3 separate regions of the Sus scrofa genome follow, and regions 1 and 2 are each linked to region 3. Evidence: chromatin contacts called from public Hi-C and promoter capture Hi-C data. All regions are on one chromosome and are shown on one strand. The core of a region is the stretch at or near the end of the contact, and the rest is flanking DNA. Distances in the headings are between cores, read along the strand shown. Region 1 overlaps RPAP2 (putative RNA polymerase II subunit B1 CTD phosphatase RPAP2). Region 2 holds the start of CCDC18 (coiled-coil domain-containing protein 18). Region 3 holds the start of RPL5 (ribosomal protein L5).

Region 1 (2,700 bases), core at 27-2,526, 380 kb before region 3:
TTGTGTTTTCAAAATGCTGGTTGCAGCCCCCTTAATTGGTTGGTCCTGATCTGCAGATTTAAGAGCACTGTTTTCTTGGATCTAGCTTAGGTTTTTATTTGTTTTACCATAAGAAAGTGTTATCAGCACTCAATCTCATTTTCCTAATTTTGAAGTACAATATTGTGTTTAACCCGAGCTCCCCTTAGTTCTAATGTTTCACAGTTCTAAGTCAGTTGCTCCTGCTAGAGTGAAAGTTTTCTAGATAAGGGAATGTCTTATTGGTAAAAATGATGAAAATTATCAACGTAAGCCTAGGGAAATTTGTACTACCTTGGTGGAAAGTCTGTCTCATTTCAGAGTTTAGAACAATTACTGACTCAAGTAACTTGAACTCTTCAGGCTGTAAAAGATAAAGGTTGATAAAGGATTGAATCAAAGTTTTTAAATTATGGAGAAACACCGAGAGTGTTTTGTATTTTACGGTAGTCCAAGACAACCTGAAGTTTACATTTTCAGGGACACCATGATCTTACATATGATTTGGAAATAGGATATTAAAATTGACTTAATTTGGTTTTTCTTACATTATTGTGGAAGCTACTATAATACTCACCAGATTCTAAAATACTAAAACCTATAGTGCCTTTTAACATTTCTCAGGTATTATTTTGTTCCGTAGTAGACTCACCACCTCATTGGTAAAAATGTGTAAGTTGATTCAGGGTTTACTCAGATTCATGAGTTCTCATTCCATGCTTCTGTTGAGGCTTTGGAATCAGAAAGCGTCTTAGAGGTGTTAAAGCCCCTTGCTTGTTGTCATTAGGAAGGGGAAAATACCTGGAGTATGTCTTGAATGTCATGGTCAGCAGCAGTGCTTCTCACAGCATGTCTCCTGATGCCCTTGCAGAGACAAAAACACTGACCTAGATGGCCTGGGTCGTGACGCAGTATGATGCTTTTCCTGTTGTAAGTTAGAAATTTTTCACCCACTTGGTGGCCAGAAACAGACCACATACAGTTTTGTTCCTTGGAGACCACATGTTGGTTTTGGTAGTCTTATAGTTACATTTATAAACCCTGTTTGGTTGACTTTAGGCTCTGACAAGTCTTTGAAGGAGGGGAGTTTCTTGAATTGTAACCCAAAAAATTAGGAGTTAAAACTGAGAAGGAAGGACAAATGTTGAGAATCAAGTTTTGATTTAGCAAATGAAATTGGGGTGAATGGTTAATGCTGACAGAGCTGAAAGCGCCATCATGTGGCCCAGAGAAGGGGGTTTTCACACAGGCTTCTTGGCAACAAACAGTATAATCTCAGAGGTGCGGAAGCCAAAAACCTCTGCCGAACAACTTCTATAACCTCTTCCTGGACAGCTAGCTCTCTCGCTTGGTAGACAGAATAAAAACTGTCTGAAACAGGTTTTAACATGTCTCAAATTATATTTGAAAAATTCCTACCATGGGGGGGAATTGTAGCTTACTGCTTCTTTTGGTTTGTGTGTAACATACACGTTCCCACCCCCCACCCCCAATGTCTCTTGGCCTGTTGGTTCTAGTTTTAGATTTCCTTGGCGAATGGTACAGGTAATCGTCAGATTTATCCTTTCATGAAGATGATGTGAAATGTTGATGAAGAACCAGCTTGAAGGCATCTTTTAGCATGGTTACTTGGTTTTAAATGGAGTTTTTACCTTGATGGAGACAACGTACACTTGGCAGGGATTCGGAAGGTACTGACTTAGGGTGAAGAGAAATGGGGCTTTTAACAAAGACAGCACTTTAGAGTGTCATCTAAAAAGAGACAGACAAGAAGGAGCACTGTAACTTGCTGTCTTTCTAACACAGCTGACGCCCACAACAAAGTTGTATATTGAACCTTTTGTCCAATACCTCGTTAAGCTCAATGTTAGTTTATCTTGGTGTCAGATACCAGTCTCCCCTTTTCTAAAATGACTTTAATTTTTTCCACTCTGTCTAATCCAACCTGCCTTTTGTACATCTGGAATCAGGGTATTCAGTTCAGTCATAAACTGTTTAGTGCAGTTTTCTTTATGTGAAGTCAGAAAGGTGAAACCAAGGAGAGGAAAATAGTAAAGTTAGCATCTGTGGGGGTTCAGTAATGATGATGTATCTCCTCACAACCTTGGGGGTTCTTTTCTTCTGACTTTAATTAGAGGCAACATGTTAGAGTTTAGACTTTGTAAAACCTGAATTAAATGTGCTACTTGATACCTGAAATGATCTTAGAAAGGCAGTTAACCTCTCAGAGCTTCAGTTGCCTCATCTGTCAAAATAAAGTTGTAAGTTATATGAGGATTAAATGAGATAGTATGCAAAACCACCTACTGGCAGAAAGTGTGGGGAGGTGAGAAAGTTCTAGAGAAGAATGGTGATCATTGCCCGGAAATGGGAATGTACTTCATACCGCTGAACTATAGCCAAATTTTTTTTAAATGGTGTATTTTATGTATGTTCTACCACAATTAAAAAAAGTTCACCTACCTTAAAATAAGCCCTTAATATATGCTAATTTCCCCCCTCATTAGAAACTGAATTTTGTTTTAATAATTCTTGTTTTACTTTTCGATTAGCCCTTGATTCAGCCATCCTTGTACCTCATTCGTATTTGGAACTATTCTGCCTCCAAGATCTTGAAATAAGAGCTTCCCGTCTCTGACCACAGCCTCTGTCTCATCTACAGCTCTGGCTCCTGAGTGTGCT
Region 2 (2,700 bases), core at 155-2,654, 360 kb after region 3:
TGATCTAGCCTCCTAACCTCTTCAACCTTTTTCTTCTACTCCCACCCTAGACTTTACAGTCTTAAAGGTCCAACAAAAACTCAACACTTGTAGTGTCCACTACATATTGCCCACTGCTAAAACACTCACACTATGCATTTTCAGAACTCTCTCTTCCTTCTGTTCCTTTTCTTGAAATGCCCCTTCTTTCTTGCATTCCTGCTTCACTTAAGCATCTTTCTAAATTCAAATTTATTCTTCTTCAGGAAACCTTTTCTGAAACCCCAGAGAAGAAGCCCTCCTCCCACAGCAGCTATACCATACCTTATTGATACTACTTGTTTATGAACCAGTAACCCTTAAATATTAAGATCCTTGAAAAGGGATCTTTCTTTTGTCCCCTCCCCTGTGTCCGTGCCTCCATTCACTCGTTACTGGCACAGGGTAACATGTAAAGTTCAGTAAATTAACTTTTCAACTGGACTGGAAATCAAGAAATGTTGAGTTCCAGCCCGTTTTGCTAACTATGTGACTTTAGATACTTTACTCTCTATGCCTACCTTATACATCTATATATAAATAATCTAATTCTAAAGTTCCTTCTGATGAAAATTCTAAATAACTTTTAAAAACTCTACATGTGACAATATCTGTTACTGAAAGATTCTCTATATCAACCATAGAAAATTAACATTAAAAATTAGGTAGCCTGTATAAAAATTGAAAGATGAACTACACCAAGGCTGCTGTTTTTTTTTTTTGTTTTTTTTTTTCCAGTGCTACCTAGAAACATCGAAATCAGCTGTACTGGAGCTAACAAGATTTCTCCTAAGAAAGTACCCTCTACCAGAATGACTACATAGATTAAGGTAACTCCCTGTAACATTATGTAGACACTAAAAAGAAAACAATATGGGAGAAACGCTTAGAATGCTGACGAAAAGTTATAAAGTTCTAATAAACAATTAGATCCTATTTGGTTTTTAAATGATGGTTATATAACGGAGAAGGCAATGTACCATTAAACACATCAGTAACTCCTTTCAAAATATCCTCAAATAAGATTTAGTGAAAAATCACAGGGTCACAATTCAAAAATCCTTGAAGAAGTAATGACAGCGTAGACTCACAAAGCCGGATTTGGGTGAGGATGGTGGAAGTGATTAAAAAAGTGTCATCGTCTCGTCCAATGATTAAGAAGAACGTGTATTAGACCTGTATTGTGAAATCCGCCGTACTGGAGCGTGTACTGGCTAGAAAAACCTCAGGTGAATTATAAAACACAAAGAAAAACCGCCGACATCACCGGGGCTGGCCTCCTTCCGACCGGAGGAAAGGGGAGAGGGCGGGAGTCGATTCTAGGTCCCGCCTAACTTCCCGGTCCCCGGCGCGGCCAGGACCTCGCCTCCGCGCCTGCGCAGAGCTGCCCGGCTCCCCCCGCGGCCCTCGCCTCACCCCCCGCGGCTCCCCGGCTTCCTACGCCGGTGAGAGGCGACGACGTGCGGCGGGGCGAACGGAAGGAGGCTGGCTGCCCTCTGCACCTACTTGGTACTCGATCTCCAGCGAGGCCTTCAGGGGCATGGGCTGGTAGAAACACTCCTTCTGGCCGGCGGGAAGGGTGAACGTGAAGTCGCTGTCCAAGGAGGGCGTGAAGCCGGCCGCCGCGGGCAGCAGCAGAGCGGCCCAGAGGACCCCCGGGAAGGGCAGCCGGATCTTGTCGCCCATGCCTGCCGGGGCGGTCTCGGGCCGGAAGAGGCGTGGGAAGGGTGGGCTAGTGACGCCTGCGCCCCGCTTCGCCTCCCCGGGCTCCTCGTGGGCGGCGGGGAAAGCTGGAGCCTGAAGGAGGTCCGGGAGCCGGCCGCGGTGGAGGCGTGCTCCTCGGACGAGGAAGCGCCGGCCTGGGGAGCGTAGGCGCTGAGGGCGGGGCCAGCAGTCCTTTTCCACACCCTCCTCGGTCTCGGCGCCTCCAGCCCCGCGGGAGCGCGGCCCGCTTGACTCCCAGAAGACCGCAGCCTCCCATGGCTGCCCTCACACCAATGGGCGTCGTGGCGGTAGCTGTGGGAAATGTAGTTCAGGGAGCGAGCTCGGCCTCGCTCGCAGACCACAATTCCCGACAGGCCTCGGGGCCCGCGCGGGGGCGGGGCTGCGGCGGGGCGTCGCCAACGGCTCCCGCGGCGGTTCGAACGCGACGCCGCCGGGGTTCGCTGGTGTCCCGCGTGCAGTGTCGGGGGTTCCACGCTCTGGGTCCGGGAGAGGGGCGAGGTTTCCGAGCGCAGACGGGTGCGCCGGCGTCGGTGGGTCTCCCAACTGCGGCTTGGGTGGCGAGCGGCCTGCCGGAGGGGGTTGTGTTCCTTCCCCTCTGGTCCCCTGAGGCGCTTCTCCTGGGCCTCGCCCTTGCGCTTGAGCTGCTGCTCTGCAGGGTTGTGTTTTAGGTGAAGAGAGATGGAAAAGCAAGCTGTCGAGTTTTCCTCCGCTTGTTCCAGATGAACGAAGGACGCGTTTGTGTCAGATTGAGCGTTCTTGTCACAGCACGGTGCCCTCTCGGGTCACGGCCCCCTTGCAAAACGGGGAAGCCTTTTCGACCCCAGTCTCTGGTTTTACATCCCGGGAGTGAAGTGAACACTTGTGCTTCGGGGCCGTGGGTGTGCGTGGATATAGCCACAAACGCACCGTTATTTGGGCCGAAAGGCGTCAAGGCCTGGAGGTAGCATGATGTGCTTT
Region 3 (2,700 bases), core at 44-2,543:
CACATGTGTAGCATATGGAAGTTCCTAGCCTAGGAGCTGCAGCTGCCAGCCTACACCACAGTCGCAGCAACTCGGGATCTGAGTGGTGTCTGCAACCTACACCACAGCTCACCGCCACGCCGCATCCTTAACCCACTGAGTGAGGCCAGGGATCAACCTGCATCCTCATGGATACTAGTCACGTTCTTAACCTGCTGAGCTACAATGAGAACTCCTTTTTTTCTTTCTTCTTAGGGCCGTACCTGCAACAACTTGATGCCAACAGCAGCTTTTGGCAACTCGAGATCCTTAACCCACTGAGCAAGGCTAGGGATCAAACCCATACCCTCACTAGTAGGTTAAGAACAGTTCCTTTAACTCACTGAGCTACAACAGGAACTCCTCAAATATTTGTATTTTAACTAGTACCTAAATGATTCCCATGCAATAGCCGGAAGATCAACTTTGAAATACTGTTGGGTGAGGGAACACTGTCTCTTGCTTTTTGTTTGGAGGGTTGGTTTGTTCTCTTCAGTCTCTGCGTGGTATTCCTATTCCGGCAAAAGACTCATTATCCAGTTGTAATTAGTTTTAAGAGAGTGAAGAAAAAGACTTGGAAAAACGCTATGTCGGCTAGAAGAGAGTGACGGAGGGAAGGAGAAGGATGAGGCGGTCAGGGATCAGGGAAGATGATGGAGGGGGCGGCGGCAGGCAGAGAGGTTTTCGTTTTTACCATTTATCAAACCCCGAGCACCTACTGCCAGCACTGTGCCAGGTGCTGGAGATTCAAAGGTGACCTTGACAGCAGCACCCACCTTCAGGGAGTCTAGAGCAGCCTGAGGCAGGTGCGAGGGTGCGGTGGGAAGGCCAAAGAGGGGCCCCAACCCAGTGTTGGAGCCGTAAGGCGAGGCTTCGTGGGGCGCACCTGTACGCTCTGGACCCCGAGGAGACTTCGGGGCGGGGGGGCGGCAAAAGGAGCAAATTCATTCTATTTAATTTTTAAACTTGTCTTTCTTGCTTACCAAAGTAATGCGTGTTTGGTGTGAAACTTCTCGGCATAGGAAAGTGTAAGCCTCCCTGCTGCTGCTCACCGCCCCTGCCGGTCTGGAGCTTTCGGACCCGGGACTTTGAGGACTGGTTCCCGGAAGGCGAAGGCCCGCATCGGTCCTCCCCCCAGCAGGGGGCGGCATGCTGCACGCCAGGCGGCCGGCGCATCTCTCTTCCACACGTAGCTTGCGTGATCGCTGGCGCTACATACTGCGCCTGCGCGCGCGTCGCGGCCCTTTTTCCCCCCCGGGAGCGGTGCTGGGCCTGCTGCTCTGTGGCAAGCCGCCGATTGGGAGCTCTGTTCTGCAGGATGGTGAGTGGATATCCCGATCTCGGGGCTACGGAGGCACGGGGGTTCCTGCTTCTTGTCCCAAGGCCCGTCTAGGGTCCGTCTAGCGTGGCGCACGGATCGGATGGCATTAGATTGCCGGCTCTGCCGTGATCCGGCTGCGGCTCCCAGCGTGGCCTTAATGGCTGCCACGGCGCGTAATCGTGCGGGGGAGGGGTGCCAGGAGAGGGGAACCGGGGCACTGGATTGCGGGTGAGGGGTGAGTTTAGTAGACAAGCCGCAGGATTAGTGCCAGTTGTGCCGCGGGTCACTGGCTGGCGGCCGAGCCGGGCGGGTTGCATGGACAGTCGTTCTCAGACGAGCTAGGGGAGGCCTGAGTGGAGACCGGCTGCGGCTCCTCGGACCCAGCGCCCCCATGACCGCTTGATGGGTTTTCTGGGAGACCGTCGGACCCCGCAGGTCGTTCAGAAGGCCTGTGTTGTCGGCCCGAAGTGGCTTTTAACCCAGATCCGTCAGTAGAGCTGGCAGGCTGTGGCGTCTCTGGGCCCCGAAAGGAAGCTCGTTGCGTTTGGTACGTGCCTCCTGCCTTTCTGTAGGTTGTCGGTGGCACCAGTTTTTAATGAGTTTCCGGGCGTGGTGTGGCTTTAGAAGGTGAGGGACAGTGTTTTAATCGGCAGAGTGATTGCTGAGTAAGTTCTTGGTCAGTTGCGTTTTGTGACAGGTAACTTAGGCTTTTGAAAAATGTTCGTATAAAGGGGGAAATAGGTTAGATTCTTGAAATGGAACAGTATTAAGAACAGACATTTGGCAAGATTGCTGTCTTGAGCAGTATTTTGCAAAAGTTAAGAAATTGGCCTACGTTTGTGTTTGTTGTTTCCTTCCATTTCCCCCCACTGGCTCATTTTTATTGCTTTATAAAGCTATAAATTTTGAGCCATGGAAAGTAGAGGAAAGTGATTCTCGAGCTTTGATTTGATAAAGGCTGGACTCTACAAAAAGTGGTGGTTGTCAGAATTCACTGCAAGTTTCAATTTTGAAGTGTTACTTTGTTACAGCTCAAATGTCAAAAGTATAAACTAAAACAATCAAAGTGTTAATAACATTTCTTTTTTCTTAAAGGGGTTTGTAAAAGTCGTCAAGAATAAGGCTTACTTCAAGAGGTACCAGGTGAAATTTAGAAGACGACGAGGTATGGTCAGTTTTTTGTGTTCACACGTTGAAACGATTTCTGCTTCTCTGGCAGTGGAGTAGACTTTCTTAAATTGTTTTTTTCTTTCAGAGGGTAAAACTGACTACTATGCCCGGAAACGATTGGTCATCCAAGATAAAAATAAGTATAACACACCAAAATACAGGATGATAGTTCGTGTAACCAACAGAGATAT

Evidence for each region. Promoter capture Hi-C pulls out the DNA fragments that hold promoters and counts their contacts. A called contact is a pair of places that touch in the nucleus more often than the background predicts.
Region 1: a Hi-C map of liver shows a contact between it and region 3, with 2.6 times the contacts expected there. A contact is called at or near these places in 2 of 5 promoter capture datasets (fetal skeletal muscle and liver), 3 of 47 Hi-C or Micro-C datasets (embryonic fibroblasts and liver) and 2 of 2 datasets of targeted methods (alveolar macrophages and skeletal muscle).
Region 2: a promoter capture Hi-C map of liver shows a contact between it and region 3, with 5 times the contacts expected there. A contact is called at or near these places in 3 of 5 promoter capture datasets (fetal liver, fetal skeletal muscle and liver), 7 of 47 Hi-C or Micro-C datasets (blood, embryonic fibroblasts, heart right ventricle and 3 more) and 2 of 2 datasets of targeted methods (alveolar macrophages and skeletal muscle).

The regions. Positions count from the first base shown.
Region 1 is chr4:124,751,012-124,753,711 of Sscrofa11.1, reverse strand. All of the region lies in intron 6 of RPAP2 (putative RNA polymerase II subunit B1 CTD phosphatase RPAP2), which reads left to right. Among named protein-coding and RNA genes, the nearest start is that of RPAP2, 22 kb to the left of the region's middle.
Region 2 is chr4:124,008,995-124,011,694 of Sscrofa11.1, reverse strand. It overlaps CCDC18 (coiled-coil domain-containing protein 18), which reads left to right and starts at 1,404. Exons shown (of 32, transcript XM_021090190.1): 1 at 1,404-1,527. It overlaps TMED5 (transmembrane p24 trafficking protein 5), which reads right to left and starts at 1,870. Exons shown (of 4, transcript NM_001243695.1): 1 at 1,525-1,870. The coding sequence starts at 1,704.
Region 3 is chr4:124,366,205-124,368,904 of Sscrofa11.1, reverse strand. It overlaps RPL5 (ribosomal protein L5), which reads left to right and starts at 1,293. Exons shown (of 8, transcript NM_001114284.2): 1 at 1,293-1,339; 2 at 2,435-2,504; 3 at 2,595-2,700. The coding sequence starts at 1,337. EVI5 (ecotropic viral integration site 5 protein homolog) reads right to left here and starts at 1,127. Exons shown (of 18, transcript XM_021090214.1): 1 at 1,002-1,127.